Regions from separate parts of the Mus musculus genome. Here region 1 is linked to region 2. A link is a contact called in public Hi-C data. All regions are on one chromosome and are shown on one strand. Each heading gives the region's core, a stretch centred on a gene start, on an enhancer-like site or on the middle of the called end of the contact. The rest is flanking DNA. Distances are from core to core; before and after follow the strand shown.

Region 1 (4,511 bases), core at 1,545-4,044, 2.4 Mb before region 2:
GTAGATATGCATTTTTAGGATTTAAGGTAAATATGACTGTTTCTATAAAAGTTTAGATTTGTGATTCTTTTAAGAGTCTTACAAGATTACTTTAAAAGATAAATAATAAAATACTCTTTTCTTTGTAACCACAATTTGCTGCCTGCCAGTGAGAGAATCTGGCTGAGGAAACTCCCTTACTTGCTTGCTTTACTTTGCTAATCCATAACAAGTTGCTTAGCTACGAATGTACGTGGGTAAATTGTTTTCTTTATTAGTACTATGTAGTGTTATTTCTTTTAAAGGTATTGGGGAACGCACTATTTTTTCATCATTCACTAGAAGAAAACTAAAATGTAGTCACATTGTAATTGTATACTGCTTGAAAGATTTTGCTGGGATATATAAGCTACGGAAGAAAGAATAAAGTATGAGGGATGGGGCATCCATCAAGTACGTGTGTGTCAAGTTTGTGTGAGTGGAGGGCTAGAACATTGTTCCTCCTATCCGTCAACTATGTGTATGTATGTACATATGTAACATTTATCTGGGTGTGTGTGTTGGAGCTTGCTCCACCCACTAATTGTATGTGTGTGTATGTGTGTGTGAGTGCATGTGAGTGAGTGTGATTGTGTGTGTGAGTGTACATGAGAGTGTGAGTGTGCATGTGAGTATGAGTGTGTGTGTGTGAATGTGAGTGTGTGCATGCGAGTGTGTATGTGTGTGTGTATGTGTGTGTGTATGTGTGAAATGTTTGGAGCCTGCTTTCTGGAGCTTTGTTCTAACCATTCTATGTGTGGATGTGCATGTGTCTGTAGGTCTGTCTGTATGCATGTATGTATATATTTGTGTGTATGAAGTTATTGGATTCTGCCCTTTGTTTCATTCATTCACTCAGTCTCTCTCTCTCTCTCTCTCCCTCTGTATACACATGTGAATTTTCTCTCTTTCCTTCTCTTTCTCGCTGGCCCTAAAGAGTTAAAGAGTTCATAGTTTTTCCGCTGGCCACACAGAGAGTGCCAGCCCCAGTAGACTAAGCTTTGTTCCCTCAGTTAAAAGTCTGCTGAGTATCTTCTCTAATCACTGGCTGCCTTTGGTAGCAGCCCTTGTAGGTGTCAGGATCCACCCCTGTCAGCGGCTCTAAGCACTGACGCCCAGTGGCTGCCTGCCTCAGTTTACCAACCACATGGATGCCAAAGCTGGTCTTTGCCAACAAACTTAATTGTTCTTTGGGTGCTGTCTCCCCTCTGTCCCTCCCCAAAGAGCTTTCATTTGTCCTGGAATGCACCAAGTAGGCCCTGGGGCTTCTGCCTGCCTTTGATTTCACAACAGCCCCCCCCCCAGACATTGGGATTATGAGCATGCCCGTCTGTTTTTCACGTGAGTTCTGGGACTGGTCTCAGGTCCTGATGTTTGCACAGCAGCCACTCTTCTGCCTGAGCCATACCCATGTCTCCAGCACAGGCTGCTCTGCTACCATGGCACAAGAGCAGCCGTAGATACTGAATGAACAAATGACTGGCCATGAGTGTGCTTGGACTCCAACAGCACCTCACTTACAAAGGTAGCAGGCTGCCTGGGTCTACAGACCACGATTTGTTGGTTCCGTCTTTAGATTTACTAGTCTCCCGTTGGTTCCTCCTGTCTGCCTAGCCTTTCTCACTTCAGGGTCCAGCGCAGTCTCCAGTTCATCCCAACTTGGTCCTGACATTGAACCCTCCCTGTGGATGATGCTATTTTTTTGGGGGGGCTATGATGTCTAAGTTGTCTTATTCTATTGCATTGCTAGTTATCAGTACCTGTGTCTTCCCACCTCTCTGGCAGCAGCAGGCTCATTAACTCATTTGCTCACTTACCTGTGGTCTGTGCCCCATCCGGTTGATGCTATGCATGGTGTGAGGAAGAGTCTCTTTCTCTCTCAGGTATTTCTAGCCGCCAGAGCATGGATACTCAGCACATGGCTCATGTGAACAGAACGCAACGCCCCAAATCCAAACTGTACACTTTTAATGATTTCTCAACATCCCTTCCTTGTGACTGAGGTCCCAAGTGATGGTTTGAGGGTGTTGTCGTACTGTATTCACAGAGGATCCTTCATGCCGGCAGAGCCTGTCTTCCACATATTTCTGCGGACCCAGGAAATTTCTCCCATGGGCCTGAGTTAGGCTGATGTCTTACCTGTGTTGCCCACCATGCATTGACCTCTGACCTCTGTTTGTCTCTGCCTTTGCTGATACCATTGCCATGTCTACAGGGTGTCATCAATCCCCTTAGACTCCTCTGTTTTTTTCTGCCATCACATCAGTACTCTTTGATACCTTGCATGCTTTATGATATTTGATATGATGTTATGATATGATATCTGGGGGCCTCCAGTACCACCCTCTGATGACTGTTGCTTCTGGTAGGCACCACTACCTCTTCTAAGCACTGAGCCTACTGCCAGGATTGCTTTTGCTATGTCCCATCCTTCTAGATGCCACCCAAGCCTCATCCAGGCAACAAGAGAGTTGACGAAAAACACTCCGTTTTGTTTTGTTTTGTTTTAAGACTTGAATGAGTGTGGCTCATGTCACACTAATTGATGAATTTTCAGTCTTTATTTACCACCACGATTCTTTCCAGATATAATAGCTGCTGCTTACAGGATGTTTACTGTATGTCGGGTACCGTTGGGAGAGCTTTGTGGACATTAACCCGTGTCATCCTCTCAACAGACTCATGAGGGAGAAATATCATTGCCCTTGTCCCCACAGAGGCCAGAGTGGTTAAATATCTTACTCAAGGCCAGCACTAGGTGGCAGTGTTGAGATCTGAATTCAAGTGATCAGTTTTAGAACCCTTGTTCTTAATGACTCGTCTATAACGAAGGATCTAGATATGTGCCAGTGGGACATGGCTGACATCATACTAGATATGTGCCAGTGGAACATGCCTGGCATCATACTATCCTCTAAACCTTTCTAATATCATAGTGGGTTACACACACTGCCATTCAGTGCTGTGTGCAATAAATGGTGTGCTAACAGATCTGAGCCGTTATTCCTGCCCTCAGGCTGACATGAGGACTGTTCCCTCCTCCCTGGGTGGGAATGTTAAGATAGCTGTACCTCTCACATGAAAGAACCCTTCAGGGAAGGAAGTGAGGTTTAAATTGCAGGCAGAAAGATGAATATAATTTTGAGAGTAGGAGATGATTTTTTTTGGGGGGGGGAGCGGGAGGAGGAAAGGACATAAACAAACTAGCAAGCCATTTCAGACTTTATGGCACCCAGAGCAGGCACCTGGCCAAGGGAGGTGAATCCCATTAACCCTTTCCATCATAGCTCCTTTCCATCATGGCACTGAGATAGAGAATGCGTAGGACCTTGAGCAGTATTGGTCCTCACTCAACAATCTGGACTTGAGTAACCAAGGGAGGGTGGAAAGATAAGGAAACTAGGAAGAGTGAGTCATGAGAGCTGAAGACAGACTCCTCCAATATTCCTCTACAGTCAAAGTTTCAGTGCATGGCACAAAGCTTACACAGTGACTGCTTCATCTCTGGGGGACTATACGCATTCAGCTTTCAGAATGTTAACTGGAACGGGATCTGCTTTCTTATATTCTAATGTACATGGTTGTTCTTCTCAAAACCACTTGCATTTTCATCATTCCTCGTGACGAAGCGTTCCCTCTCCATACCTGTGCCCACCAATTCTCTAGCAGGCATGAGACTGATTCTTGAGTATTGGTCCACCATTATGATTCTAAGAAATTCTAGAACTACTTTCCTAGAGGACCCCCCATGCTGATGATCTACATCTGATCCTCTCGAGTAGTTTCACCCAGGTTAACCATTGCTCTGGGGCCCTTCTTCCAATGCCCTATTGTAACAGTGAAGAAATGAAAGCAGAAACTCTTAGTCTGGGAAGCTGCCTGCTAAACAAGTTCATCACCAGTGATGAAACTCTGAATGAAGCATCATGGAAAGCCAAGTAGGCAATTACTTATATTTCAGTTCACTTAGGTTCCATATGTTCTCCTGAGGGACACTAAGGAAGTCCTGCTGCCATGACATCACAAGGTATCAACCAAGGCCTGTGTATCAAATGTCCATTGGAAATAAATGGGTCTCTTTTACAGAAACTACCTTGGAATGTTGTCAGCTCTGCCTGAAATAAATATGTAGACTTTATTTTACTCTTGTCTGAACAGCAGTCTCATTCTCTGGCAGTTTATGTAAAACTTTGGAGGGACAGCAATCCAGCCAGTCTGCTCTATGTGTCTCCTGACTCTATACTTGTTCCCTTGCTTGCCCAGGTGGGAGATAAGGAGAGTGGGGGGGGGTTGACTTCCCACAGGGTGGTGAGTCCCACAGGAAGGCTGTGTGTTGCTTGACGAGCCTTTGAGGGATTGTAAAGCGATAACCCATCTGAAGAAACAGATTTACCAGAAACGCAAATCTTATTCTTACGACTTTCCAAGTTTTCAAAAAAGGGTGTTTTTCTTAACTGAGTTATGTAATGATTTTGTGGTTGAAGGGATTGGGG
Region 2 (4,015 bases), core at 1,167-3,666:
TGAAGTCACTGAAGGCCTGGTGTAGAAATGACCTGATGGGGAAAAGGATGCTTCCATTGCCAAGCCAAACCTTTGACAGAGGATAAAGAAAGGAGCTACTGTTAAGTGTGTGGAAGCAGAGAAGAGCTCAAGTATACAGCCTGGAGATATGACCTTCCCACCCTTCACTTCCACTGAATGACTAGTTCCTCAAGGGCACAACCTGTATCCTTCAGGTCTGTAATCATCACCTGATGTGTTACAGATCTGAAAGTAATATTTTTTAAAAAGGCAAATAATGGTCTCTATCCCTACAAGGTGCTTTCTCCCTGTACTCTAACTCCACAGAACAGTAAGTTTATTATAGTTTTACACCCCAAATTATCATTAAAACCATAAAAGTTCTAAAAAAAATTCCTTGAAATATTTAACTTTTTTGTTTTACAGAACACTAGATTCTATATAAAGTTGATCTGCATCAAAGTCTAACAAAAATATTTTCACAGAGCCTGCCGATATCAGTCCCTTTGCTAACTGATGTTTGCCTAAATTATTTCTGAATGTCTAATGCTGCCCCAAACCTGTTCTGGGGTCTTGGTGCTATCACTGTCCCAGTAAAACTCTTACTGCTCCATTTCTGCTTATGAATTCATGACATAGAAGAAACTTATTATTGATCAAAAAAGTCTATCTACACATATGGTTGTAGTTAAAAAAAAAATTCATCTTGTCTTCCAACACAGCCTTGCTGTTTTTCAAGCAAACCTTGACAGTCCACTCTATACTACACTGTTTCCTCTATACTACTCTACTTCCAACACTGTCTTTTAGCCTCTGTGATCCTCTTCAATTAATTGCCTGTGTTTAGTATTGGTTTTCTGTGATCAGTTCTTCTGAACTGATGCATTATTTTTTCTTCTTGAATTCCATCTATGGTCTCCTCTGTCTAGATATTTTCATGTGAAAGAATGAGCCCCTGATGTATTAAAAACAGAAGGTGCCCACCGACATGATGCTATACAGTCTAATGCTACCGGTTGCTAAATTATTTCACTGCGTCTGGTGAGTCCAGACATGAATGTGTGTGCATACATATGTGTAGGTGGACACATAAAATAGTCAGCCTAAGTAAACAAGTGCATTTCACCACCATGTGATTAAATTCTGAATTGAATTATCTGGACTGCTGCCCTACTCACTGCATGGGTAGTCAGAGGTCACCCCAACTACGTAATTAATGCTGTGTTCCCACCCCCATCCATTCATTCTGATTTTACGAGCAAGATCTCCCTGTATGGCATAAATAGTAGTGATTTTTTAAATTGGCAGAATTTAATAATGATCTTTTTTATCTACAGCTCTCCTACAATTCTCGACTTGGTTTTTCTGGAGGACAGATCTCCTCCAATGCTCACAAGTCCTTGTGTTCACTGTGTTTCCCCATTCACATCCATATCCATTCACATGGCCCTTTTCAGTTCTCTCTGTGGTTTTGGTCTTCAGTTCTTTTATTCAAAAGCATGAGAGCTGGCATCCTCTTTGTCTTCCTGTTTTCAACGTGTTTATTTCAAGATGAATAGAAATTAAATTGCCAAAATAATTGGTTTCTAAATAGATATTAGTATGCACATTTCATGTATTCAAAATTATAAACTCTACATAAATGGCATGTTCAATTTTTAGTGGCACCGTGGTTTTCAGTACAGAATCCAGGACATATTTAAAAACAGGAATTCATTCATAATTCCTGTCCTAGACTTTTCTACAGTATAATTTGTTTTTAATTTTTAATTTAAAATTATTTTGGATAACAAACTTTCTTAGACTGTCAGTGTATTTTATACAGACACAAATTCTCGATTGCACACTCAGTTTTATTTTTCCATCTTTTTTATTAGTAAAGGCATTAACAATAAAATAGGTTTCCTTGCTCCAGCTGGTAATTTCTCCTCCACACTAGTAATATATTATTCCCCTTTTTGTGACATCATAATCATCTATACAGAAGTACCATGTATCTTTGTGTAGAAGCTACTGTTTCCTGTAAATTTAATTACCTCCCCCTGTGGTTTTAAATAGAAGTGGCTTCAAAATGAGGGCAGCTTCTATTAAATTTAATTACTTTCTCCTGCTGCTTGCATGGTAAAAGGGATGTTGCTAAATGAGAGTGGCTTCTAAACTAAAGTATATGGTAGCTGTGTGCAAGCAATAACAAAATTGTGTTTAAACCTGCAAGCAGCCAGTCTGTTAGATTTCCTGTTTCCCGTATTTTAACTTTCTATATCTTAAAGCCATCTTAAATAACGAACTTTAAGATATTTTTTTAAAGTAACGTTAGTTTTATGAGTACAACAACAACAAGAAGAAAATACCACTGCATTGTATAAATGCAGAAGACTGCTGCTGTATGGTTCAAGCTGGGAACTTTTAGTGCTACTGTTGTTGGTGACTTCCTTGTTCTAAGGATCACAAGCTTAGTGCTCACACATTGTTAATGCCTGGTCACATTTTCTTTGATTTTGATCAAATGAATTTAAAGGATGCTTCATTAAAGGTTATTTAAAAAATGATATCAAGGCTGGAGTGAGTGTTGAGAAAATAAAAATACAAATGTTAAGTGAATAAAATAAGGTTATTCATAGGGCTTTGCATGCAAGTGGAAGTAGCTCTATGTTTTGGAATTGTGAGATAATGTAAGTCACTTTAAAATACTTTTTAAATGAAATAAAACAGAAGATGAAATGAAGAAAAAAGAAACCTTTTTCAAATTAATTATTAATTAGGAAATAGTACTCAGCTAGACTACCTTTACACAATGTTTATTTTAAACTCACAGGCAGAATTTAGATGAACAATATTTCCATTCAATCCCACAACTTAGTCTAAATATAAAACAAGACACCCCGTAAGCATTTTAAGTAACAAATTAAACATTTACATTTTTTACTGTGCACTGAGGCTTAACATTTATGCAGCTTCAAAACCAAAAGTACAGCCTCAAGGGAAGTTTCTCCACTGACAAATTAATACCTTAGAGAACAGAGCTGAATGCTGGCGATGAACTCATTTGTTCCCCCAATAATGAAGAATGACTTTTTCTTTACCACATCTGTGACTGTTGCTATGGTGACCCAGACTTACCTCACTGCTTCTCGGAGAGCTCCTCGCTCACCAAGAGTCGTGTGCTTGATGTCATCAAAATTACTCTCCAGCTTCTCACAGGTCTGCAACACATTAAAACAGTGAATTAATTTCCCACACCCACCAAAGAAATTACGTCTATGCAGTTATGTAAAAATATAATCGATTGTATTGATCAAGGGCTCATGAAAAATAGGCACGCGGCTTAATTGGGTAGGATTCATTACAATCGACAGTGAAATTCAACAGCCACAAACTCTCCAGTCCTATGATGCAGCTGCAGGAGAAATCTTCTCATCAGACTTTCTTCAAAATAGGTGTTAAAAAAAAAAAAAAAGAGTGTCACACAAAACTAGCCAAACTGCCAGGGTTTTTCAGAATAGCAATTAGTTTCCTAAAATAATCTCAGATTCGTTAAAGCCAATGCAAATTTAAAAGAGAAAAATCTGTAAAGGTAAGTTCAAAATCATATTGATAAGTGTGTATGATAATGATCTAGTTCAAAATTGGGTAATGTGTACCGAAACGGAGCGGGCCAAAGTATGAAAAAAAAAGTGCCAGATAAACATCACAGATAAACCTTATAGGTAGCAAATACACCATTGCCAGTACATTGGATTTTCTAAAACTAAATTTAATTTATAAGCTACACTTATAATTTAATGGTACACTTTACACCAACAATTGTATATAACTTAATAAGTATCAAAAACATAGAACTGATATCAAATTTTAGCCTAAATAGGTAATTATTTTAATTTTTCAAATATTTAGGTCACAAAACAATAGTTTTGTACTTTGTTCTTTGTAGGGTTTTTTTTTTCTCTTGTTTTCAATTTTACAAACTGAAAAGTAAATAATAATTAAATTTAATTATGAATGTATTATTTGTTTC

Evidence for each region. Hi-C and Micro-C count contacts between places; a contact is called where the count stands out from the background.
Region 1: a contact with region 2 is called in a Hi-C map of the N1E-115 cell line, with 4 times the contacts expected there. The contact joins two enhancer-like sites. A contact is called at or near these places in 3 of 484 Hi-C or Micro-C datasets (the N1E-115 cell line, embryonic fibroblasts and nephron progenitors).

Annotation. Positions count from the first base shown.
Region 1 is chr3:121,092,019-121,096,529 of GRCm38.p6, reverse strand. No RefSeq gene overlaps it. Among named protein-coding and RNA genes, the nearest start is that of Rwdd3, 77 kb to the left of the region's middle. Within about 2 kb of position 2,794, at least 4 of the 459 cell types and tissues checked have an H3K27ac peak or open chromatin away from gene starts, as enhancers often do. A contact at or near this core is called in the N1E-115 cell line, where this site is marked.
Region 2 is chr3:118,673,677-118,677,691 of GRCm38.p6, reverse strand. It overlaps Dpyd (dihydropyrimidine dehydrogenase), which reads right to left. Exons shown (of 23, transcript NM_170778.3): 3 at 3,121-3,203. Among named protein-coding and RNA genes, the nearest start is that of Dpyd, 110 kb to the right of the region's middle. Within about 2 kb of position 2,416, at least 33 of the 459 cell types and tissues checked have an H3K27ac peak or open chromatin away from gene starts, as enhancers often do. A contact at or near this core is called in the N1E-115 cell line, where this site is marked.